Regions from separate parts of the Mus musculus genome. Here all the other regions are linked to region 1. The links are chromatin contacts, called in public Hi-C and HiChIP or PLAC-seq maps. All regions are on one chromosome and are shown on one strand. The core of a region is the stretch at or near the end of the contact, and the rest is flanking DNA. Distances in the headings are between cores, read along the strand shown. Region 1 overlaps Pced1b (PC-esterase domain containing 1B). Region 2 has its middle 43 kb from the start of Gm41393. Region 3 has its middle 17 kb from the start of Gm41393.

The links. HiChIP or PLAC-seq counts read pairs in DNA pulled down with a chosen protein or histone mark. Hi-C and Micro-C count contacts between places; a contact is called where the count stands out from the background.
Region 2: a CTCF HiChIP or PLAC-seq map of CD8 T cells shows a contact between it and region 1, with 5 times the contacts expected there. The contact joins two enhancer-like sites. A contact is called at or near these places in 1 of 39 promoter capture datasets (embryonic stem cells), 4 of 15 datasets of contacts at CTCF or cohesin (CD8 T cells, embryonic stem cells and large pre-B cells), 40 of 484 Hi-C or Micro-C datasets (CD8 T cells, ECoMG myeloid progenitors, the G1E-ER4 cell line and 11 more), 17 of 115 datasets of contacts at active chromatin or transcription factors (CD8 T cells, the NIH/3T3 cell line, acute myeloid leukemia and 5 more) and 1 of 9 other capture datasets (embryonic stem cells).
Region 3: a contact with region 1 is called in a Hi-C map of CD8 T cells, with 4 times the contacts expected there. The contact joins two enhancer-like sites. A contact is called at or near these places in 3 of 15 datasets of contacts at CTCF or cohesin (embryonic stem cells and pro-B cells), 18 of 484 Hi-C or Micro-C datasets (B cells, CD4 T cells, CD8 T cells and 8 more) and 8 of 115 datasets of contacts at active chromatin or transcription factors (effector CD8 T cells, embryonic stem cells, large pre-B cells and 1 more).

What each region holds. Positions count from the first base shown.
Region 1 is chr15:97,327,207-97,331,172 of GRCm38.p6, forward strand. The region is part of intron 3 of Pced1b (PC-esterase domain containing 1B); the gene reads left to right. Among named protein-coding and RNA genes, the nearest start is that of Gm33325, 28 kb to the right of the region's middle. Within about 2 kb of position 2,260, at least 5 of the 459 cell types and tissues checked have an H3K27ac peak or open chromatin away from gene starts, as enhancers often do. A contact at or near this core is called in CD8 T cells, where this site is marked.
Region 2 is chr15:97,448,140-97,452,105 of GRCm38.p6, forward strand. No RefSeq gene overlaps it. Among named protein-coding and RNA genes, the nearest start is that of Gm41393, 43 kb to the left of the region's middle. Within about 2 kb of position 1,757, at least 29 of the 459 cell types and tissues checked have an H3K27ac peak or open chromatin away from gene starts, as enhancers often do. A contact at or near this core is called in CD8 T cells, where this site is marked.
Region 3 is chr15:97,422,218-97,426,183 of GRCm38.p6, forward strand. No RefSeq gene overlaps it. Among named protein-coding and RNA genes, the nearest start is that of Gm41393, 17 kb to the left of the region's middle. Within about 2 kb of position 2,319, at least 49 of the 459 cell types and tissues checked have an H3K27ac peak or open chromatin away from gene starts, as enhancers often do. A contact at or near this core is called in CD8 T cells, where this site is marked.

The sequences.
Region 1 (3,966 bases), core at 1,010-3,509:
CAACAGTCGCTGCGAAGAAGTGGGGAAATGGTTTATTCTGGAACCAATGATGAGGGATCGTGGCCCATAAAATCGGCTGTAGTGTACCTGAATACTGGGTTCCAATGTCCAAACTGTTTCACAGAGTTTGTAGTGAGCAAAGCAAAGAAAGTCATAACTCAGGCGCTTTTCAAACGGAAGATGGAAACAGGAAACCTCTGTCATTGGCCTCATATACTTCTTAACGATACTTTCAGGCTTTGTCATCACAAAGATGTTGGGTCACACACGCAGGGGACAGAAATTGGTTATTCAGAGGCTGAGTTAACCCAAGATAATTTAGCTTTAGACCAGACGCACTGAAGTCTCCACTTTAAAAACAAACAAACAGACAGACAAAAACGGTTTTTAAAAAGATGTGTTTATTTTATGTATGATGTTGTTATGCCTTTGTGTGTGTCTATGCGCCATGTGCATGTGTAGTACCCACAGTGGCCACCAGAGGGCCCAGTGAGCCACCGTGTGTGCTAGGAACCAAATTTGGGTCTAAAGCAAGAGCAAGCAGATCTTAACCACTGAGCCTTCTCTCGGCGAGATGCTACCCCTAACTAACTCGGTGCAGCCGCTTCCAGCGAGCGCTTCCTTGTCTCTCGCTCATCCGCGCTCCTGTTGGTTCACCCTGCTGGCCTTACCTCACGGTTTCCACTACTATCTTCACCGCTTTGCTTTTCCGATCGTAAATTTTGCATCCTATAACTTTTTTTTTTTTTTTTTTTTTTTTTTTTGGTTTTTGAGACAGGGTTTCTCTGTATAGCCCTGGCTGTCCTGGAACTCATTCTGTAGACCAGGCTAGCCTTGAACTCAGAAATCCGCCTGCCTCTGCCTCCTGAGTGCTGGGATTAAAGGCGTGCGCCACCACGCCCGGCAACTTTTTTTTTTTTCTTTTTCTACTTAAAAAAAAAAATTCTTTTGAGCGTTGTTACGGGGTAGCTAGCACCAGGAACACCACCTTGGTTTTGCTCTATTTTAGAGAAAATTAGGAAGCAAGCGTTGATTACAGTTTGGCCAAACTTTTGCTCCTGTTTTGCTTTTCCTTGTATCTTATACATCTGAGTGTTTTGCCTACTGCATCTAAGTGCACCACGTGCATGCCCGGTGCCCACAAATGTCAGGAGAGGGCATCAGATCACCTGGAACTGGAGTCACCCAGTGCATGCTGGGAACTGACCCCGGGGCGGGGGGGGGGGGGGGGCTCCGGAGGGTGGTGGTGAGGGGGGGCTCTGTAACAACAGGAGGCGCTTTTTAACCATTGAGCCATCTCTCCAACCCCCCACTTATTCTTAACACATCTAGAAATCCTGTCAGCCTTCCCATTTCTATCAGCAAGCATGGTCTACAAAATCTGACTTTAAAAGAAATCATTCTTTTTTTTTTTTTTTTTGTAATGGGAAATATGACTGAATTTCGTAATGTTTCCCGATTGCACAAAAATATGAATATTTTCTACTTGGTACTTTCTAAGAACTTACGGTTTAAAACAGGAGAAGAAAGTATCTTTTCCTCCTACAGTTCTAAGTTGTTGGCTGAGGCCCTCAGAGCAAAAGACAGATGAAGAAAAGAAGAGCCCACACAGTTATTAATACTATTGTGCTGCCACAGGAGCCTTCATGAGGAATTGGTCCTGAGGCTGGCAGAAACAGTTAAATGATTATTTTCCTGCTCCGTTGAATGCAGAGTGAGATGTCCTGGACTGTGATCCTGCAAAGGGGACTTAAGGCCAGGGACAGTGGGCAAGAGGGGCCAGGAGACAGGGTCTGTTCTCATCCACCCTACCATGGTTTACACTGCCCCTACCTCACCACCACTACCTACACCTCCCCCTGCCCCACCACCACCTACACCTCCCCCTGCCCCACCACCACCTACACCTCCCCCTGCCCCACCACCACCTACACCTCCCCCTGCCCCACCACCACCTACACCTCCCCCTGCCCCACCACCACCTACACCTCCCCCTGCCCCACCACCACCTATACCTCCCCCTGCCCCACCACCAGCTACACCTCCCCCTGCCCCACCACCAGCTACACCTCCCCCTGCCCCACCACCACCTACACCTCCCCCTGCCCCACCACTGCCTACTCTGCCCTCCATCTTGAGGTAGATTGTTCCTTCTGTCACAGCGTAGGGTGACTTACACCAGGGTCTTAGGTAGTGCTCCCTAGGACAGTCCTTCCTGCATCTGCCTTTTCTCACAGGTCTTCAGTTTCACACAGGCCCAAGCCAAGGCACTGTCTCATGGGTGGAGTTTCCCAAACCACACTGCTTCGGCCTCACTGCTGTCTAATGTTACCCAGAGTGCTAACTTGGCTTTCACTGAATCTCCATAGTTCCAAATAAAATACACTAACTGATGTTCTCTCTGTTTCAGAGTGCTTTATGCGTTTAGCTTCTGTGGTTTCTAATACACCCAAGGTGGCAGCCAGTGTATGTTTTACATCTTGTCTTAGGCATTTTGAGACAAGGTATGTAGCTGGCTGTGGACCTCAGGTTAGTCTTTTTGTTTTTTGGTTTTTTAAAGAACTATTTATTTTATGTATAGGAGTTCATTGGTGCTGTCTTCAGACACACCAGAAGAGGGCATCAGATCCCATTACAGATGGTTGTGAGCCACCCTCTGTAATGTGGTTGCTGGGAATTGAACTCAGGACCTCTGGAAGAGCAGCCACTGCTCTTAACCTCTGAGTCATCTCTCCAGCCCACTTTAGGTTTAGTCTTAAGTGCGCGCTTTCTCCTGCTTCAGCCTCCTGATTACAGCTGTGCACCACCACACTCTTAGAGTGTCCTTTCTGTTGTATCATGCTCATCACTGACTGCACCACTGTTTTTAAATTAAATTATGTTTTATATGGTATCAGTACTCATCGCTGCTCTCTTTTTGCGATATCCTTTTGTTTTTCTTAGCCTTTAAAAAAGTCACTTTGATAAACTAAAATGATAATAATAAAGTCAGATATTGATGGCTTTTGCTACTTAATGCAGTATGTCGATCTCTGTTTCCCATCAGACAGACCTAGCCTATGCATAGCAGAGATGTTATTCTATCCCATCAGACACAGTTGCTCTTACTTTGTGTCTCTGTTTAGCTTTCCCGCTGGGTTGAGCTACATCCTCATTGCCTTGTCAGCTAGAAACCCTGTTCCTCGCTGACCACACCCTCCACTCCACTGGCAACCACAGATGGTTCTCTTCCCACAGTAGCTTCTGGACCACGATGTCAGTCCATTTTTTTTTCTTGCTATAACAAAAGATGTAAAGCTATGTGTTTTATAAAGAAAATAATTTTCTGGGGCTGGAAACATAGCCCACTGGTTAAGCTGCTCTTGTTGAAGACCCAAGTTCTGTTTCCAGTATCCATGGTAAGGGCCTCACAGTCACTGTAACTCAGCTCTCCAGGAATCCAGTGCCCTCTTCTGCCCTCTCTGGGCACTGGACACATGTGGCACACAGGCACACAAAGTAATGAAAGAAAGTTTAGTTGATTGAGTTTACAGGCTGAATCTAAAGGTTGGGCAGGTTCCTTGACCATTAGCTTTATCTGTGTAATGGCTATCAGACTATCAACCTCATATGTAATCAACATAAATAAGTTATGATTTGTCAGAAGCTGATGCTTGGTGAGCCTCCCAAATGACAGCCATTGTTGCTTGTAACACATACATACATATGTGCATACATACATACATACATACATGTGTGAGAGAGAGAAGAATATACTATGGCACTTGGGTTTCTTGTTGTTTAAGTTCTATTTTTGTGAATAAAAAATGTATGTATGTTTGTGTGCTATGCAAGCATGAGTAGTATGTATGTTCCCATGTGTATAGCACACATGTATACATGTATGTTTGGGTGGTGTGAAGGCATGAGTACAAGTGTGTATAGCACCCGACACGTATGTGTGGGTACCAGAAGTTGACACCCAGT
Region 2 (3,966 bases), core at 507-3,006, 120 kb after region 1:
ACAAAACTAGCCAGTACAACGATTATCATTACAACACAAAGGAGGCGGGAGAGAGGTATCGAATCAGAGAGGTATCGAATCAGACAGAGCATCAGACATGATAGCTGGTCCCTGCATCTGCTGTCAGTCTTTCTCCCTCCCCCTCCCTCTCCCTCTCCCTCTCCCCTCCTCCCTCCCTCTCCCCCTCTCCCCCTCTCCCTCTCTCCCTCTCTCAGAGGCCATGGAGGGATGTTCTTTATTGGCCTGTTCCTCTCCCTGTTCCACTTCCCCTCCCCCTCTCCCTGTTCCTCTTCCCCTCCCACTCTACCTCTCTCCCCCTCCCTCCCTCTCCCCCTCCCCCCTCTGTGTGTGTGTGTGTCTTTACTGTCTCAACCACACCCCCCACCCTGTAGTAGCGAAGTATGGATGGCTGTACCATCAAGAACTCATCCCAGAGAATTCTCACAATGGTGTTGGCGATTTTAAAATGTGTGTGTTGTGGCAGTTGCTGCCTGCCTGTTAATCTCACCTCCTACCACCACCCGGGGTTGAGACAGCATGAGCAGGAGGAAGCCAGAAGCTGCTGCTGGTTGAGTGCAGCCAGAGCCAGTAGGAGCCAGTCTCTGCAGACAGCCTGGTAATAGAGGTCAGGCGGCTGTGGGCAAGTGCATATGTGATCCACACTTGACTACTGCCCAGGTCAGGTGATTACTGCAGAGATGGCTCCTTGGGCGGCATATACAGTCTATATATTCTCAGCCTGAGACGAACTGATTTAGAAATGGTGCAGAGAGGAGGAACCCAACTGTACAAGCCTGTAATTCCAGCATTTGAGAGTCTTAAGCAGGAGGATGAAAAATTCAAAGCCAGCCTGGGGTACATCACAATATCCTGATCAGCTTGGGCTATCTAGAGAAACTGTTTCAAAAAGGGAGAAACAGAAGTTGGAGAAGATATTGTTTTGAGTATGTGACAAACTTCCATCTCCAATAGGAAGAACAAGAGGAACCGTAATGGGAGAATTCAGAGATAAATTCAGAGTGAACCTTAGGGAAACAGGAAGTTGAAGCTTTCTAGAAACTTCTCTTTATAGCCAGGGCTTTCGAGATTTCACAGCGAAGGGCTTCACGGTGTTCTAGTTCGTGAGGAAGGCAGCCTACCGAACCTTTCAATCTGAAGACACAGCCTGGATTTCATCAAGTTTTCTTCTAGTATTTCTCTGATTAAACTTTTCCTACCTCCTTTCCCCAGAGCCCTCACTATCCAGATGCCTCACTCCCTGTATTAGTCCTCCCCTGTTGTCCATGTAACTTTTGCCCAAATTTCTAGATTTCCCTGATCTTATTAAAGGTTGATTCCAAATAAATGAATTTTACTGGGTAATTTTTTTTTTTTAAGTTTACACTCAAAACGTAATGGGAAACGTCAGAGAGGAAGAGTTTTATGTTCTGTTATGGAAAGGCTATACAGACAGTAAATTTATAAAGTCCAAAGATAGGAAAGCTGTTTTTGTATAATAACAGCGGGGACAGAATTTATATCCAAATGATCTTATTTATACTAAGCAAACAACAAAAATGTCCGTGCTGGGGACTGGGGTTGGGGGCAAGCTCAGAGCTCTCAGAGCCTCTTTCTTCAGAGCTTTAAGCCTGGTCAGAGGTGATCTTCAAGGCAGCTTCACAGCTGAGCAGGCTGCCTCAGCAGGAGAGCAAGGGGCTGCATCTGCAGCCAGCACTGCCCCAAAGCACACCAGGGCTGGTGATGGGCACAGGAGCAGGAAGTGGGTGGACTCTGAGTCCCAGGAAGTCTCCAAGTGCAGCAGAGGGGGATCCCACAGAGGTCTCACCTCAATTGTGAGTTCAGAATTTCATTCAGAAGCAGCCTCTCTCTAACTTACAAGAAAGAGTGAAGGTTCCTGTAATTCCCGCCATATTTCCTTACAAAGCAAACGGAACGGAAGCCCCTGGGGGTGTCCTTGTGGAACTGCAGTAAGCTTTGATAAATGATCTGCTACTGACTACCTAGGCACGTGTCCACGGTGCCTGCTCTCCATGGATTACTAAGATCTATCCTGCCGACCAGAGTCTTGGTAAGCAAGCATAGTCCTACAAACAACTTTTTTTTTTTTTTCAGGGAACTTTTAAAACCCGAGGCTTACACAAAACCACCTGATAAAAATAGCCTGCTAGTTCTTGGGCTTTTAGTTTCAAAGTCTGTTTCCCCATCTGTTATCCAAAGTCTAGGTCTACACAACCAAGCAAAATGGAAGCTTGTGTAATTGTCCTTTGACTCAATGGCTAACAGGCGATCAGAGCTGGAAGGAACACCTGTGCTCGTCCGATTCAGCATCCGCTAAAGTGTGATCCCTTCAAAGCGTCTACTAACCTGAGAGTGGATGCCCAAGTTGCTTGTGTGGTACAGGCAGGGAGGGAGGTCGTTACCTTGACAGACAGCCGGTTAGATGGCTGGACCACCCAGATTGCTACTATTGTAGCTTTTTCTCTCCCTGGAGTCTACTTATCCCATTAGATTACAGAGTAAGTAGGTTCACTATGGTTGCTGCTAAGTTTTTTTAAAGTAACAATATGAAGACAGCCATAGCATCTCCCTATGGGAACGATTCTGACACTTAAGAGGCAGGCCTAGTGACCTGCAACAGTTCTCAGTTCCAGGCAAAGCTGAGTGTGCACTGCAAGGTCATCTCTTGCCTGGAGACTCTGGCCTTGACAGCATTGTGTTGCGCCTACACAAGGTAAGCTGTCTCAGGTGGCTCACGCAGCTCCCCGGTGGAGGCAAACTTTCATGGAGTCAGAAGAGGCAGCAGCAGCTACACTGGCCCTGCCTGTTGCCAGAGGGAGGATTCTATGTAACCAAGAAAATGCTCTTCTGTAAAAAGCTGAGAGCTGGTGGGCAGGAAGATCACAAGAATGAGGCTAGCCTTGGCTACATAGTGAGTTCAAGGCCAGCCTGGGCTGCATGAGACCTCATCTCAAAAACAATCAAACAAACAAATAAACAAAAACAAAAAAATCCTGGCCATCTCCCCACCCCCTACATTTGTATCTGTACCCAATACCCCAAATATTTACATCTGTATCCCAAATATTTAACTATTTCTTGCTCGGTGTCACTCTGGTGTGATTAGTGATGGTAGACCAAGACAGGGACCAAAGAAGGAGAGATGACAAGAAGTCATTTGTCCTCTGCTTGGAGAAACGTTTCATTGTTTTTTGTGACAACATGAATAGGATGATAGACTAACCAACCATGATGAGGAAGGGGCGTAGTACAGTGATAGAGCACTTGCTTGCATGTTACTCTGTCTTAAAATGAGTAAATGGATAATGTAGTGTGTGGGTTGTCATTGTCAGGCACCGGCCCTAAGTTTTGCAGTTTCATTTATTTCAAATATACTTTAAATAATCACTGAGTTTGCTATTAGTGTCATGTATGTGTGTGTACTGGGATCCGTATTTGGAAGGCAGAGAGCATCTCTGTGGAGTGGAATCTTTTTCCCAACTTCTCATGGGTTCCAGGGATTAAACTCACATCCCGAGGCGTATGCAGCAAGTGCTCTAACTGCTGAGCCATCTTGCCAGCCCCTAAAATATCCCCCCCCCCCCCAGTTTTTCAAGACAGGATTTTTCTGTTATAGCTCTGGCTGGCCTGGAACTCACTCTGTAGACCAAGCTAACCTTGAACTCAAGAGACCTGCCTGCCTCTGCCTTCCAAGTGCTGGAATTAAAGGTGTGCTACACTACCACCCAGCTCCCTAAAATATCTTAACTTTAAGGAGAGTTTAACAGTGAACTTTAGAGAGAAGAGGGACTGTAGAATATATTTGCAATAAGAAATTGTTTTTCAAAAACTGAGAAATTTGATTTTTGCTTAATTCTCTCTAATCTTGAATATTCCTACCATTAGTCTTAAAGGACATTAGTTCCTTTTGGATTATATGAACATTCTTTTATTGTTTTTAAAGATTTA
Region 3 (3,966 bases), core at 1,069-3,568, 95 kb after region 1:
GACAGCCAGGGCTATACAGAGAAACCCTGTCTCAAACAAACAAACAAACAAACAAACAAGAATGGCTTCTGCTTTTTTAAATGTGTGAGCATAAAACCATCAAATAGCAAGACTCTATGAAACAGGAAGCAGACAGTTTTGACCACTGGTGATGATGACAGAGGGGTGAATAGGTAGGCTTTATTGTGCAGGAGAGGAAGTGGCCAGTGAAAACAAGAAGGGACATAGGCTTCTCTTGGTGCTAAGTCTGTCAGGACCCATGCCAAACGCTTGCATAAGCCACCATTCATTCCTGTAGCAATCTCAAGCCCCAGATACTTAAAGATACTCTTTTTACAAACCCTAGATCAAAACTCAAACCAGGGTACACTGATGGAGTAGTACCATTCTACCTTCTGAATTGAAGGGACATCCACTGGGTGCACTTTTTTGTAAGAATGGGTAGCAGGAAACTGGGAAGGATGTTTGGTGTATATTCCTCTGGAAATGAGGAAGCAGTATCCCAGCCTCATGACCGGGTCCAGATGTTGAGAGAAGTCAATCAAGAGACACAGAGAGTTTGAGCAGATGTTTCTTCATCAAAGCAGAAGTTTAATCAGCGAAGTTCAGCAGAGCTTGGAGTTGGCTGCTCCAGGATGGGGATCTAAGCTGTGGATTCTGAAGACGGTTTTTATGAGGCTTTATGGAGTGGCATATTCACAACTTGCAGCATGTGAGAATGTGATATTTAACTCCAGCGTCTGCTCAGCCCGCACTATCTGTTGCTTCCTCCTCAGAGGCGCACGACAGAGATACTGAGTGTGCAGCTTCTGATTTCAGGTACAGGGCTTCTCATCTGTGGAAAGGGCCTTACATCAAAGGTGGCACTGATACCACTCATCCCCTTCCCACCCCTTCCTTCCCTGCCACCTGCCTGGGAATCAGAGAGCCTGGTGGCAGGTTCTTGCCACCCCCATCCTCAAAACCTCCCCCATCCTCAGAAAGCTCTGAGAGACCTATTTCTGCCACAGAGACTGTGAGATTCCTCCCTTCGGGGTCTGAACTCTCCTCAGAGCCTGCTCCCTATCCCCCCTCAACCCAGTACTCCTGCCTTTCTGTCTAAGCATTAATAGCCGTAGGAGGATGGTCTGGTGTAGCTTGTATTTGAATGCTAAATTCCATACCCCAAGATCTGATTGTGGATTGTCATGTCTAACCAGCCTTTTTTTGTGTGTGTGAACCTTGCTCCGCAAGTTAACTGGTCAATAAAAGGCTAAAGCCTGTGATTAGGCAATGACAGGCAGGTTTTCCGTTGGGTCTCAGGTAGAGAGGGAGAAAGTAGAAAGGACATGGAGAGAGGCAGAAGCTGCCATGAGAGGAGACACGGACCGTGAGCACGTGGCCAGGAGAAACAGCAAGCAACAAGGGACACATGGCCAGGATGTGAGTTAGAAAAGCTCCAAAACCTGCCCAATCTAAGCGGACAGCTTGTAAAGAAAACACCTGGATTGTGTGTCTTTTCTATGGGCTAGCTAGAATTTCTAATTCATTTTACAAATAGCTCTTCCAATAATCTGTACTCCCAGTCAGCCATTTAGCTGACTGTTGAACTAACCCCCTTTAAGCACAACAAGGTGAGCCTTTTCTGTCCCAAGCCATGGTGGACCAGATCTTTTTTTTTTTTTTTTTTTTTTTTAGAGCATTTCATTCCATGATCCCCACAAAAAAGAAGGGGGGCTTTCAAAGTCACACTATAAGATACTATAATGACACTGAAGTTTGTTGTTTGGTTTTGTTTGTGACAGGCTTTTTCTGTGCAGCGCTGGCTGTCCTGGAACCCACTCTGTAGACCAGGCTGGCCTTAAACTCGAAGAGATCTGCCTGCCTCTGCCTCCCAAGTGCTTGGATTTAATGTGTGTGCTACCAATGCCCGACACGATGTTGAGTTTTATGTTAAGGGTACAGATTCTTCATTGATGTACATGAGTAGGTGAATGCCCTGGTACTGTAGTTTCTGATAGAGTGGGATCAATCTATGCAGAATCAAGGATGTCTAACCACAAAGGAAAATTCTGACCACTAAGAAACACAGATGCCAAGACAACAGAACAGTACAGTTCTCCTGGGCTACCTCACATAAAACTCCTTGCCAGGGGCCAAGGTAGTCTCCCTTCTGGAGTAGATGAAGGCTTTCTTCTATGCCATGCTTACAATGATTTTGCAGGAATTAGCTGTATCTGCGGCAAGAATACACAAAAGAGCAACAGTGAGTTGTGTGCATGCTTCAGTACAGTTTCCGGGAAGCCAAATGAAGCCTGTGGTCGCCAGCTTCCTCTGTTTTCCTCCAAGCTCCGCCCTTCTCCTTGTCTGTGAAGCTTGGCTCTCTGAACGCTGCTGTCAGGCCTTGTATTTCTCGTCCCTGGTGTCTCCCAACTTTGCCATTTTAACTGTATTGTTGTTTTCACTGTGACATCAGGGAACCAAGGAAGAGCAAGACCAAGACTGGAGCAGGTCAGAGCCTCCGGAGCCTGGAGTGATGGGGGATTAGATGCTAAGCCATTTGACCTTGGGACTATGTTTCCCTCCGTGTGTTTGCTCCCCTACAATGTCTGGTCCACTTCCCTCGGTCTCTTGTTTAGCACCGGCCTGTCTGTGTATGCCGCTCCCTCAACGTCGAGTTTGTCAAGGCGTTTCTTCAATGCCCCCTTCTCGGTGCGTATTTTTAACAGCCGTCCCTACTAAGTTCCCCATCTGCTCTGTGATTCTTATCTCTAATTCCCTCTGGGCACCATAACCATATCTACAAAGGCTTTTTCTACCAGAGTGCTTCAGAAGGTGCCAGCCAGCCAGCCAGCAGACATTTGTTACCCTTGACTTAAGGAGTCCAGCCAGGGCGAGTCACTGGGAGAGCTGTTGTGTATCTGTTTCCTTTCGGAGTGTCTAAGGCTTGATTTGGCAGCAGTTGGTGATGTTGAGAACAGTTAATGGCAGTGAAAAGAAATCTATAGGGATGGAGTCTGCTGCACAAAGTGAGGTCGATGCAAGGTGCCTGTTGAGGGTTTGGTCCTGTTGCTATGCACTGTGATGCTAAATATCAGCCCACAAGATCTAGTTGCTTCACAGACAAGGAGATCCTCATGTATACCAAATGATGCTATGTGACTTTCCTCCTTAATTTAGAACTATCAGGGCTCTCCAGAGATGGCTCAGTGGTTAAGAGCACTGACTGCTCTTCCCAGAAGTCCTGAGTTCAAATCCCACCAACCACATGGTGGCTCACAACCATCCCTCTTCTGGTGTGTCTGAAGACAGCTACAGTATAACAAATAAGTAAATCTTTTTTAAAAATTAGAACTGCCTGGCGTGGTGGCACATGCCTTTAATCCCAGCACTCGGGAGGCAGAGGCAGGTAGATTTCTGAGTTCGAGGCCAGCCTGGTCTACAAAGTGAGTTCCAGGACAGCCAGAGCTATACAGAGAAACCCTGTCTCGAAAAACAAAAACAAACACACACACAAAAATTAGAACTATCAGTTGAATAAAGATGCCTACAGCCTGTAGCTGGGCGGAGACAGGTAGATGGGATTCCCGGGCTTGGGGATCTGAGGCAGGGACTATGAGGAGGGGAGGAGAGTTAAGAGAGAGGAGAAGATGCCATGGGTTAAGGGCTCATGAGAACTGGCCATGAGGGCTGGCCAGTTGGAGTAAGAGAGGCCCAGGTGGAAGATGGCAAGTCATATCTCAGGGTTATTGGCAGGGAAGTAGACACAATAACTTAGAGGGTTGACATCTGACCAGCTCTAGTGCTGTTAAGGGTGATTATAAATATAAAGGTTTTGTGGCTTTTATCTGGGTCAAAGGTGGGGTGGAAACCCCCAATTAATTTTTGCTACAACAGATGCCAGTTGTGTACTGGCAGGGGAGGCGGGCACAGAGACAGACACACAGATATTTACTGGAGAATGCAGAGAGTTTGGGAGCGAGCAGC